Linked DNA regions of Gasterosteus aculeatus: region 2 is linked to region 1. The links are chromatin contacts, called in public Hi-C maps. All regions are on one chromosome and are shown on one strand. The core of a region is the stretch at or near the end of the contact, and the rest is flanking DNA. Distances in the headings are between cores, read along the strand shown. Region 1 overlaps lrch1 (leucine-rich repeats and calponin homology (CH) domain containing 1). Region 2 holds the start of lrch1 (leucine-rich repeats and calponin homology (CH) domain containing 1).

Region 1 (6,955 bases), core at 199-2,698:
TCTCACCCCGGACAAAACCTGTTTGTGCCCCTTCCATCTGGCAGGAGGCTGAGGTCCATCAGGACTAAGACCTCCCGCCACACCAACAGTTTCTTCCCGTCGGCAGTCGGGCTCATCAACAGAGCCGGTCCCCCACTGCCTGACTATAACATTCCACCGGTCACTCCCCTTCACACTGCACATGTCACTTTAACTGTAATTTATCACTTTGTCGTCACTCGTCACCTTGTTACTTGTTCGCTAGTGCACTTTATGCTTAATATTTTTCAACTTTTTTCTTATTCTCTTGTTTTATACTAACCCATAGCTACTAACCCTTTGCATTAGCATTTTACTTTATTTCATTACTTGTGCACTGCGGTCTTGTTGTCTATTGTTACACTGCCTACTGTCACGCACCAACCGCCGAGACAAATTCCTTGTATGTTTGACATATTTTGGCAATAAATGTTTCCTGATGCGCAACATTCACTTACACACAGAGTACTTAAATAAGGGGACCAGATTAACAACAATTAGACAAAACATGTTACAAGCACATGTGATGATCAGTGAGCCATTGAGGTGAAGGCGGGAGGAATCCCCCCTGTAGACTGACTCAAGTTATTGGTTTTTCACCAGTCTTTGTGCCAAAACTAAGCTAACCAGCAGCTGCATCATTGACTGTGCACAGATGAGTTGTATCCACCTAAAAAACACTGATTCTTAGAGAGAAAGCCAATTTCCCAAAAATATCAAACTATTCAGAACGAGGCTGGGAATTAATAAGAACCATCAGAATCAGTAACATAAATAAAAAACAGAGTGAGAATGACGTATGGCCGCTTCACACAAGACCAAACACACACACACACACACACACATCCGCCACCAGGAGGCGCTACAGACAGTTTAATCCAGCTTCATCTCGTTGTGAAGAGCAGAAGACATGAAGTCTGCAGGATGTTAATGTTTTCTGCACTGCGAACCTGTTAAACAACCCTCACGGCCTGTAGCTGAACTAAGGACTGAACTCAAATACGAACATAAAAATGTGCTGGAAGTGATCTAGACAGCATATATTCTGTATTTATTGGGGAAGATCTTAGGCGGGTCGTTTTACAAGCTTCTCCTCCCTGCTGTAAATGTCTGAAACAGTTTGAGGCTGCAGCATCTCGTTTCTGTCTCCCGTCCTCTGACGAGTTATTAAAAGATTTTGGAGGATATCTTTAAAGCCCTGCATGAAGGCTTGTGAGTCTTTTTGTTATCTATTTCACCAATTACTCCTCGCTGGCTAAATGTAGGAACCTGCTTCTTTTACAAGATCAGTCCACGCTCTGGTCTGCAGTCCGTGCAAGAGAAGCTGCAGATAAATAATCTTTCTGGTGCTGCTGACTGGCGGCGTTAAGTGGTGTTCAAGCTCTTTCCACACATTCACAGCACACTACAGCGCAACGCCGCGTAACGCAGAAGTACAACCAACCACTCCTTCCCACAACAAGCTGCTCTCGTGCCTCTGACTGGTCTCGTTTCCATGGCAATACCACCGAGACTTATGGGCATCACAATAGTAGGAGCAACCAATCGACAAACACCAGATTAGAAGTCGAGAGGCAACGGTTGCACTTTCACAAAAATCCTAACTATTTTTTTTTTAATCATACAGATGGAAAACCTAAAGACTCCCCCAATCAAACCCCAAACGCCTTGATTACCCCCGGTGGCGGGCTTGTTTTGGGACAGGAAGACAGGTTTCTGTGTGCGACACAATACATAAAGAAGTTATGGCGACTCGGTTCCGTCCGACCGAGCTGCACGCACGCACGCACGCACGCACGCACGGGTTGATTGGTTGTTAATGAGGTCAGCAGCAGTGATGATGGCAGCGTGTAAGTCACGCTCCCCGAGGCCTGTACCCATTACAGACCATTAGTCATAACGTTATCACACTGAAACACAACCGCTCATGTGGAAACGATTCAGAAAACGATTCTGTAAAACATGGTTCTTATCTTATTCTGTTTTTGTGACAGTGACATCATCTGAGCGAAAGACGGATGTATGAATCTGGCTTCTGATGCAGCTCAAAGATGTTTGTCAGTCTACTTTGGGGGTGAAAGATAAACTTCATATGAAATGTAAACATTAAGAGTTTGCAGTTGCAGCCCAGTTGAAATGTGATGCTGCTATGATGTACTATGGATACCTTGAGTTCCTGTAGGCCCCGTGCATCATACACAGGTTTGAAAGTAAACTGGAAGAGTCTGAGGGCTTAGAAGAAATTTGTTAACATTCAGAAGTTCTCAGTGTCTGTGGACAGTTTAACAGCTAACAGTCGCTGCTAACTTCCTGCAAAATATCAAAGCCTTATATGGACCAACTGAGTGAAACACACACACACACACACACACACACAAAATCTTGGGCTCCGCCCCAGTGGAAGTAGGATACTCCTTTAGGGACAATTATCTAACACTTAAAATATAGGAGCTAAAAATACACACTTGTTCACAGACAAAACGCAGACTTCATTCATGTAAGGTTGCCACTGGAAATGTTCTAATCCAGGGATATCAATTAATACAAAGTTGGGAAAACTCTAAATATCAGGGTAACTAACTTAATCCACAGCAAACCCTAGTTTGTTGCCATACTTTATTTTAACCCCTTTTATATGGAGCGCAAAATGAAAAGGTATACACGTCAACATTGAAGTTTCTTCTTTAGTGGGGAGTTTAGATCATTTCAGACCTCCCAAGGCTCATCTTGCACACACCATGAATCTGCTCCTCTCCAGAATCTTTATATAACCAGCTTCAAAGCCTGTGCGCTAACTACTACAAAAATGGGGTCACACACACACACACACACAAACTGAATAAAACTTTTACCATGTGCGTCTGCAGCCAACACAAACACACTAAACGCTGCGGGTGAAAGTATCATGTGGTTAAGCTTCTCTTTGATCAGTGCATGCTGCTGCAGCCACACGCACACAATTTAAAACCCCCCAACCTATGGTCTATGGCAGAGAAACGACACAATGGCAGTCGACTCCAAATGAAAATTGGACTTAGCGCGATGTCAGTCCATGCCAGAAGGAGGCGCTGGTTAGTTTCCATGGAAACGAACACAACACAAATTTCTGTTAGAATTATTGGAATTTCATACAGAAATTAAAATAATAAAGTCAATGAAATCCTCTTAATCTTATTTATTTGAAAATTAGTTCCGGTTTCCAGTCTTAATACTATGTTAAGTTAGCTAACTGTGAGCTACCTAATAACTGCTTCAATTGGTAAAAAAGGAAAAAAATGATTAGAAAAGGAAAAAAGGAAATGCAGCCCTGGATAAAAAAAAAAGTGAAGATAATCCCACGTGATTGGTCGAGACGTTTGAAAGCCACACCTGAGTCCAGGTGACTCTGCCGCCTCCGAGGCTGCTTAGTTAAAAGAAGTGGGACCTACCGCGGCTGTGCATGCCTCCGTCGTCATGGCTACGAGGCGTGTCTCTATGGCAGGGCGAGGCCTGTGAGAGGAGGAAGGGGGCGAGACAGGAAGGAGGGGGCGAGCAGGGCAGCGAGGGCGGAGCTATAACCAGGAGTTGTGAGTGGTCAGGGAGACGCAGGAAGTGGGCGTGGAGTGCAGGGAGGTGGGGCCACCAATGGTGAATCAAGTACAGCAAGGCAAAGTTCATTCCACAAAGACACACCCCCAAAACACCCATGGCACCAGGATAGGATGTCCCAAAAAAGTGGTTGTTAACAGAAAAAAAACATTGAGATCAATGGGAGGCCGGTATTTAAACAGGTAGGAGACATACAGGCAAATAAGACCAGATGGTTTTCACATTGAAAGTCATGCAGCAGATGAGTGGAAGGAACAAACAGAAAAAGACAACATGGAGATGGAAGCAGGAGATGAAAACAAGTAACACACAACAGCACAAAAACAAATTGAATATTAGTGGTTCACAGAGAGATCACTTTGACGTGCTGTTAGCATTTGGTTAGCTCAATTAGCAGTTAGCAACATTTCACGCGATGGCTAGCAAACAAAGGCTGGATGGTTGCTAGGTCTAAGAAATAAAAAAAATAGAGCATGGGACTGGGGTTTGCTTTGATTCTACGGACACAACGGACGAACATTAGAATTCTAATTCTAGTAACTCTGGATTAAATTGTGTTCAAACTAACCCCTTTTCAGGATGGTGACTTCCATATCATGGCCCTGTGTTGTCATGGGAACTTCTCAATGCCTCATTACCTTTGCTAACTAAAGTAGATTTGAATACTGTACTTAAGTGCAATTCTGAGATTAATCTTTTTGCATATTTCCATTTTCTGTTGCTTTCTCCATGCGTGTCAATGTCAAGGCAGGTGTTCAGACACAAATATGTTTTATTCTGAGCAAGTTCCTTCCATTATGACTATGACTAATGTTCATACTGATTAACACAACCAACAAATGAACACCTTATCGGGAGGGATCCGTTTTCACAAGCACTCTGATGAGGAATCAACCTGCACGTCTGGTAGCACAGGTTTCTGGTCCACCTTCTCATCTCAGATCCAACTCACCTGAACGGGGCTTCAGTCCAAACACCGGGCTGGAGAAGGATGGAGGCCCGCAGCCTGGAAATCTGTCATGTCGCTGCAGCAACAGAAATGAAAAGAACACGGATAAGTACTCTGGCTCATTAACAAACAATGGAAGCACAATTCATTGAACAGATGAATGGTCTGGGTGCTGTGCTTCGGGTGGGAGACACACAGACTTACGAAGGACTCCACAGAGATATAAAGTACATAGAAACACATGTGATGAGTTCAGGGACCTGAAGTTAACCTCCAAAGAAAATTGCACTCAATGCCTCCCCCCGTCGTCTTTGATCATGATTCAACTTGTATAAACCGCAGGTCGATTCAGTGTCAAAATTAAGTTCAAATGACCTACATTTCCAGAGTAACACGACAAAGTCTCAAATAATCAAGTTAATCTACTGTATATAGAAATGTACTTTGCTCTTATGCTATTACTTTTGTCTTGGGCAGGATCCTGTCTGACTGATCCTGTTGGAACAGCGAGCTTAAGTCCCTCTGTGGTGCTTCACAAGACAAACACCTGCCCAACGCCTTTAGGAGGGACCAAAAGATGTAATCACAACGAATGAAAAATCAAGAAAACAAGAACCTTAACCCCAGGTGGAAATGCAAAGGGTGCAAAGGTTTATACTGAGGTGAGATGGGCGGGTGTCAGAAATAAGTTGACTGGAATTAGGTGTCTTGCTTGAAGCCACTTCAATAGTTTCTTTAACCTTTATCCAAAACCGGCTGCGAGATGCCTACAAAGGGCAGTTTGTCCTCGCTGAGGTTGTTGTGGTTCAGCTTCTTGAAATCTACCAATCGGTAAGTTCAGATCCTCCACTGTGTGTGTGTGTTGCCGTTTTGTCTTTCCCGCAAGTCTTGATACACACATACTCCGTGTGTTCACTAGTTTCTACAGAGCATTGTTGGACCCGTCTGGGAGAAGAAAGCAGCGTTGTTCTCGTTGTTTCTACTACTCGGTTTGTTTCTGTAACACACTGAACACTCAGTTTGAGGGCGGTGAGCTGTACACGTTGACGTCGGTTTAATTGAAGGCTTATCTGCTTTCTTTCCCAACATCACATGAATATATTCACATTTATCTCATGATGATGTTCTAACTGCGGAGCGGGAGTCAGGACTCGATTAGCCTAGCTTAGCATTAAGGCACTTTTGTAAATATAAATATTAAAAAAAATACATTTTTCTGTCAATGGATTCAAACAATTAGTGTGATGCAGTGGAAAATGATCAATAATCTTGGTGAGATTGTGCTGGTTGCGTATAAAACAAACAGGACACGGAGTGATGTCACATACCAGTCACTCCAGATGAACTCGTCACACACTGACATGCAAGACAGAAAGAACGTTGATTCACCTGCCACCACTTTATCAAAATCGACTTCATCACAGAGTGACTGGTGAAACGAAGCTATAAACAAACATTTTCTCACCCTGTTCACATGTGTGACCTGCTGCCCCGCGAGCCGTGACACATGTGAAAGCTCAGCGTGGTTTATTCGCTCACAGCAGACGAACACACAGGGAAACGGTGAGTTTACTGGACGACTGAGGACAGTTCCCTCTGAGAGGTGGACAGAGTCTACATCCAGGCTGGTGCTACCGTTACCTTGATTGACATATGCCACTCATACTCCCGACATGCAAGCTGGGCCTGAAACCTGGACTTCTCTAGAATCATCTGTCTCTTCTTCTGGAACTCATAGCCACCTTCCTCCATGTGCTGGTACAGAACGCATCAAACGTTTAGGCTTTAAATTACCTTAAGTAGTTTCTAAATTACTTGCATACTTATCGGCTTAAATTTACAGCAGCAAAGACCCGTTTACTTTATCTAACGTGAATGAACTTATCAAAGAAAATGTATGAAAGTGCACTACAGTGTATGTTTAAAGCCACATGCAGCATTTCAAAATGTCCGACCGTGGCGCCCCCAGTGGCAGCATGAAAAAGACAGCGCTGATTTTCTTCGTTTTTGTGCTAACAGTGACGGACATTTGTTTTTTTTGGGGCAGTTGATGTATAAAGCAACAGCTTTTCTGAAATTATTTTTTACAATAAAGGACTTCACACTTGAAAGACTTGACAAATGTGACAAATGTTTAAAGTAACGATTTGCCATTTCAAGTTTACGCTCCATTCTGTCGTTATGAAAACCCAATTGTTTTCTCACTAGACACAAGATGGAGAAAACATTTGTCAGATCATCAAAGACAGAACCTAGCCGTCACATTTGGCCATAACAGGGTCTCAAGTGAACTACCACTGCTCTGGGATTGTTGAACTATATAAAATACAGACGCGGTTACTCATTGTCACATTGCAGGAAGGCTTCCAACATCATTCTGTATGCTGATGACAACATGTT
Region 2 (6,576 bases), core at 1,647-4,146, 34 kb after region 1:
ACTTTGGGCCAGCGGATCTTTGACCCACTTGCTTGACATGGAAAGGGTAACACACATCGACGTTGAAGCCCGAGGGTTTGAACGTCTTTCTTGTCTGACAAATATTTCTGTCACATAAATAACTGACTAACTATTTTAAACAGTCGGCCTTCGGACGTCCCGTCCAAAATGTCAGCTTTTTCTTCTCCAGCAAAGCTCAAAAGGTAAAAAAGAAACATTGGAGGAAACCGGCTTCAGTTTGGGTTTCACTGCAAGTTGGGACTCGTGTGGCTGCTGATATGAAACTAGTATGGGTTCAGACTATGTGCGAGTGTGTGTCTGCATTTTTCACACATGTGCATGCACGTGGTGACTCACTCGGTTCCTTCTCATCGATTTTCACATCATGTGTCTTGATCAAAGTTCTTGTCGTCCTTAATTAATGACCTGTTCAATGTTCGCAGCTTGCCGCCATGGCTACTAAAAACACCCGAGTAAGCAGGTTTGCGGGTCAACTGTACAAAACCTAAAAATCGCCCACACGGCGGCACAATTCTGCATCGCTGCGCGTTTTTATTTCAGAGTCGCAGCGGTGATGATGTGGACATGCACGGCTGCTCATTCACACTCCGACTGAAAGCTGGTTTGGATGCACCCTGCGACAGTCTGCAGACTCACAGGAGAGCGATTAATTCATGTCGCGCTTGCAATCGTGCAGAAGGAAGGCTTAGTGGTTGGATATTTTCTCTACGCTCTAGAAGAAGCTCTGTGATCAAACAGTGTGGCCTGAGTCAGAGGCCACTCTGATGGCTCACACTTTACCGACTGACAGTTCAGAACCGTTCCCCTTCCTGACAAGCCCCCCGCCTTCCTGGCAGCCAAGGTTACTGGCCAAGTTCGGCCAGTAACCAAACATCCATTCCAGCAGACACTTGAGTACATTCACATCCCTCCAACTATGTATGTGTTCTCTCACAGAAGGGCTTCATTTTCCCACGTTGTGTTGCTCTGAAGTAAAGACAACAATGAGCAGTGTCGTTCAACGGGAACTTTTTTTGTTCAGTCTCATTAAATCCTAACAAATGCTTTACCGGACTCGGCACCTGAACTAGTGCCACAAACTCTGAAGAAATCAAAACACAGGTCCCCATGACAGAGAAAATGTCATGTTTTGGGAATGCGTGAATATGAAATCCGAACCAACTACAGAAAGCATCATCTATAACACAGAGCATGGCAAAAAAAAAACACAACTGACAAAATACTGTCACATCACAAACACAAGGTAGCTGGTTATGCACGCCGATGGGCGAGGCAGCACTGTGGTGCGATGCTAGATGGAATAGACAACCCCTGAGTGCATTTATTTTCTGCACAGGTATGTTTGAAAACATCAGATCCCAGCAGACTGAATCCAAATCCAGTAAACCCAGGAGCAGTTCAGCTAAAGTCACACAGCCTGTAGGAGTGTGTGTGTGTGTGTGTGTGTGTGTGTATGTGTGTTTCTGTAGACGTGACCCACTGCGGTTGTGCAAGCCACATTTTCTTTTTTAGCGTACATAAACATAGTTGAAGCAAAATAACGCCGCTGTGACTTTCCAGGGCTGACCTTGAAGAGAACAGAGTCCCCAGAGAAAAGTGATGGTTTGAGATTTACAGGATGAGGTTTTGGAATGTTTTTTTCTCCAACACAACGGAGGTGAGTGGAATTCAGTTTGCAGTTCTTACAGTATGAAGCTGTTGGAATCATCTGCGTCAGCAGATGGGCGGATTTGGGTATCGCCTTTAACATGGTCTACTAACATACATACAAACATACTAACTATGTAGATGATCCAAAAGACTAGCATGTGTAAAAAAAACTATGTAACCTCAAGGCTTGTGAATAAGGCAGCACAAACAGAATGTGTGTGTGTGTGTGTGTGTGTGTGTGTTTACAACTCTGCGCGGATTAAAAGCAAGTGGTGGGGAATTCCACCGAAGGCCCACCGAGCACTCGGATCCCGCAGACATTTTACTGCAAACTGGGAAGTCGTGGAGCCTTTCACGGGAATGTCCCAATCGCCAACGCAGGTACCCGACGCGTTCACATCCAGCTGCGCGCGCAGCTCCAGGTGAAGTTAAAGTTAGGGACGTACGCAGCCTCGTCTAACATTAAATACACACACGCTGCAACACAGAGCAGCATGCTAGCGCAGCTCGACTCGTAAAAAAAAAAGATAAATAAACATTCTCTTTTGATTCGTGACGACTAACGGGAAATTCCATCACTGCAGTACAGCGAGGACCACCACGCTGCCTGTGCGGAGAGTCGTTACCGCCCAGCACCCGGTGGGGGTGTCGTCGTTGTCCCCCCGGGCGTGTTTCCTAAAGCTAGCTAACCGAAGGAGAGACGCCTACCTGCTTCCACCGTATCCGACAGGTCGTGGTTGGCGGCCGTCCGGGGAAACTCCTTCAGTTTTCGGGTGCTGAGGTTGAGGGCGCCGCTGGCCGCCGCCTCCTCCAGCGCCCGCTCCAAGCCCCGGTTGGGAGGCGGGTTGGCGCCGCCGATGTGCGACTGGGTCGACGGGGAAGAACCGAGCTGGGAATGAGGAGCGCGAGCCGACTCCGGTCCCAACGTCGCCATAGCAGTGCTCCACCTCACCGCGGCTCCCTGTGCGCGTGCGTATACGTCGGTTGTATCGAGTGCGGCGCTAGCTAACGGTCGGGCAAAAACAGCCGTTACACCGACTTCTTCAGGCGAGCCGAGCCGTGCCGCGTTTCCTTCCTCGATGGTAGCCGTCCGTCCGTCCGTCCGCGCGCGCGCTACGTGAAGCGTCGAAAGGAGCGCCGCAACGCGACATCCGGTTGTCAGATTTCAAAATAAGTGTCCCGTTCCAGCGGCTGCGGTCAAGCTAGCACTAGAAAAAACACAGTGCGCAATATTCCAAGTGTTCCGCAGTGCGAGTCTGTTTCAGGAATTACGGTAAGAGGGTGTGAGAACTGACTTCAAAATAAGAGCTCCTATTGCTGCAGGTAGCTGGTGAAACTTAGTTAGCTAGTCTAGACACAGATTTAGGCCAAATATGTGTGATTCAAAGGGAAATGCCCCCTATATGCATCTATGACGGTCTGTGTTATTTATTTTTGTATTTATTTATATATTTATTTCTGTTTGTTGATATATTTAACACAAGTGTTCTCTCTCTGTGTGTGTGTGTGTGTGTGTGTGTGTGTGTGTGTGTGTGTGTGTGTGTGTGTGTGTGTGTGTGTGTGTGTGTGTGTGTGTGTGTTTTCAGGCCTCCGCTGCTGAGTATGCAGGGAGGGACATCACATTCGCTGACATAGAGATTCACATGATCCCAAAGAGGAGGGGATGGGAAGCCGGAGTACGTGGGAATTGCGATCAGTAGCATTGAAGGCCTGAACAACGTAGACTGGGTACGAAAAGTATCTTTTTGGAAATAATTCACATCAGTTTAGTCTGCTGGCATAGTTGCTTTGGTGACACTACAGCACTGCCTGCTGTTGTCTGAAGGTAGTGAATCCAATCTTGAAATCATACACAACCTATTTTTTCCAATTGCCAATAAGTGGCTTTAATAACGTTGTTCTAAATTGTCATATAAGGCTCTTGATATAAGGCTCTTCAGGGTCTGGATGACATATGAGCAATTTAGAACAGATTAGAGAAAGTACTGCGGAGTTGCAACAACATCCCATCTCATGGCGCATGTGTGTTAGTGAGAATATATTTTTGGGTGTGTTATTGATAATCTGTGGAATTGTACGTGTGTAATTGAATGTATATGAATGTATACATATGTAATACATGCATATCCAAATCAACTCATTCTTCCCGTTTCCAGAATGTTTAGCTGCGAAAACAGTAGTGGGCTTAAAACAGCAGTAGAAATGCCAGCAAACAGTGACATCTGCTGCACGGATCCATTCATGCAGGATAGGAGTGGAAAATAAACGCATATTGATATCGTAGACTCCTGTTTGAACTGAGGAAACGTACGTTTTCTGCACAGTTGCTACACAAGTGCAGATCCTTTCGTGAGTGGAAAATAAAGTTTTACAGAAGCTTTACTAGTAAGTGTATATTCATGCATTGATACTGGAGCTGATTGTGATAATCCTGTTCCTTTTAGGAGCTCATAAACCAACAAACACTGATGCGTCATAACAGAAATTAACATGCTATCAGGTAGAAATCCAATGCTATTTGCTGTAAAAATAACTCTGTAATTCTCAATACTTTTCATTCTTTTCCATTGAAGAGACTGTGTGTGTGCACGGGGGTGTGGGTGCATGTGGGATAGTAAAGAGCTGAGTCAACTGATTACATAACAAGCTTGTATCAGCAGATAAACGGTGGGGATCACTGATCGCAGTATGTTTGCCATGACACAATGTGCAAACTAGCCCACACTGCAACCTGTATTCTATATGTAACCCAAAACCACATGTCACCTGCCAAACAGCCTTTTGTAAAATTAAAATGTCTTATGTCCACTTCAGCTATTTTGAATTTATTTCCATTTCTGTGACAGTAAATTGAACAAACTGCTTTCATTCTGAGTAAAACTTCCTCTTTCTCTCGACCAGCTGACAGCTGCGGGGACAGACATCAGTCCACTTAACATTTCTGCTGATTAAACGCTTTTCGCTGTTCCAACGATAGTTTCTGTTCGAGGAAGATGCACCACTATGACCTTTGAACATGAAACTCCCACTGGAGCATTTTTTGTGATTTTCTCTCATCGTTTTCATCAGTGCACATTTATACAACAACAAAATTACACTTTTTATCCACAGAAGAAAATCATCAAAAGTTAAATAACACATTTTAAAAAGCATGGGTTAGTGCAGAGTGAATACACTGCCCGTCATACTAAGTCATATTTCTAACATATTATTCTTTTTGTTTTGGGGTTTAATTACTCCAGCACGGCTCAAAGCTGTTTGGCTCCTGTGTTTTCAGCAGAAACACTGCTGCTCACCCACAAAAAGTACAAACCACCGTTAAATACAGGAAGTGTCGTTCACCAACCGCCTCGCTTCCTTACGAGGCGCACGTCAGTCCTCCTGGCCGCTGTCAAGTCACAGCTTTATTCTGAGGGATAACAAAACGGTGAGTAGCTTGGTTTAGTCTGCGGTTCTTAAGACTTTGTACTTGTGTTTCGGACAGTTTTGCTCTGTTCTCTCGGCCGACACGCCGACGTGTTTGTTGGTAACAACATGATCAGATAATCACAGCCTGCGCTCACACAGGAAGCTTTGAGCCAACCAGCCTCTTCAAGAGAGACGAGACGACTTGTTGAACACTGTTCCTTCCTAAAAACTCTGTTTTCAGTCCAAAGTACTATTCAGGTTTTCCTTTCTTCTTTCTTTTTAAATGCAGGTTTTACCTAAGACATTGTTTAAAGGATAATATTGTGTCTTCCAGTTGTAAAGGGTGGTTAAAAGTGATGAATCTCTTATGGATCTATTAATGTGCTGATTGATTAGTTACTGGTTACTGGTAATTAGCTGCATCCCAGCTACTGACCTCAACAGTTCTTTATGTTGTGAAACCACTATGAACTTGATGTACATTGAGTGATGTGCTTATGTGCTCACTAGAAAAATATGGGAATGTTTAAATTTAAAGGAATTTTAAAAAGCCAATGAATCATGTGGCGGGAGGGGCAACGTAAAACTACTAAATCTATATCTGCAAGTTGAGCTGCTGTTAAAATTACGCTACGTAGTTTCATATTTGTTGCATGAAACCAAATAATAAAATAAAATCAGTTAATAAGATAACATGAACGTACCCGTAAATATAACAACGTGTTTTAGTTTTACTGTCAAGCCGTACAGGTCGTCACTGGAAATCAGCAGACAGTTAAATGGAGGTTTACTCTGCATCGACCTGTCAGATGGGGTTTGGACATCGAAAAACGTTTTCATATTGCATTTTGGAATTTGTAAAAACACTATTAAGGAGCCAATATTAAAATCGTAGACTCCTGTTTGAACTGAGGAAACGTACGTTTTCTGCACAGTTGCTACACAAGTGCAGATCCTTTCGTGACGCCACACGTTCTGATAAATGTCAGTGATTTTGTGTTTTGCGCCATACCAAAAACACGCCGTGTATTCCTAAAATAAAAAAAACTTCTTCAACTTCCTTTCAGTTTTATTCTAATCTCCACATTTCTTGTTCCGAAATGGCCTCATGCTGATTTCCACCAACACGTCCGGTCTGATCTTTTCTCCCGTGTTCGGTATCACTGAGGGCAGTAAAGTTCAGACTTTGACTTCCAAGAACCTTCAAGTTGTTTTATGGTCGTATTCAGAATATATTAACAAGCAGCAGGAGCTGCAGCAGCACTGATCAAACTAAAGCCAGCAGTTATCGCCAGTCGTCATTTTGGGGTTCTTTGCGTTGGTAAAATCTCTACGGCTGGTTGCTTTCTTCTCATGAAGTTTCCACTGTAGCTGATGTCTGGCAAACGTTGCCTCGCCTCTTCTGTGCAGATGGAAAGCTGCGAGGGCCCGTCCTTCTCCCTCCACACACCCAGATACATCAGCTGGTGCGTAGACTCCCCCGTACCTGCGACCACA

Evidence for each region. Hi-C and Micro-C count contacts between places; a contact is called where the count stands out from the background.
Region 2: a Hi-C map of liver shows a contact between it and region 1, with 2.5 times the contacts expected there. The contact joins the promoter of lrch1 here to the enhancer-like site in region 1. A contact is called at or near these places in 6 of 6 Hi-C or Micro-C datasets (blood and trunk muscle, liver, skeletal muscle and 2 more).

Annotation. Positions count from the first base shown.
Region 1 is chr16:16,536,638-16,543,592 of fGasAcu3.hap1.1, forward strand. lrch1 (leucine-rich repeats and calponin homology (CH) domain containing 1) reads right to left here. Exons shown (of 18, transcript XM_078090441.1): 14 at 4,559-4,631. Among protein-coding and RNA genes, the nearest start is that of esd, 16 kb to the left of the region's middle. Within about 2 kb of position 1,449, at least 3 of the 9 cell types and tissues checked have open chromatin away from gene starts, as enhancers often do. A contact at or near this core is called in liver, where this site is marked.
Region 2 is chr16:16,569,212-16,575,787 of fGasAcu3.hap1.1, forward strand. lrch1 (leucine-rich repeats and calponin homology (CH) domain containing 1) reads right to left here and starts at 2,897. Exons shown (of 18, transcript XM_078090441.1): 1 at 2,380-2,897. The coding sequence starts at 2,605. rubcnl (rubicon like autophagy enhancer) reads left to right here and starts at 2,382. Exons shown (of 18, transcript XM_040202494.2): 1 at 2,382-2,944; 2 at 3,258-3,399; 3 at 6,490-6,576. The coding sequence starts at 6,490.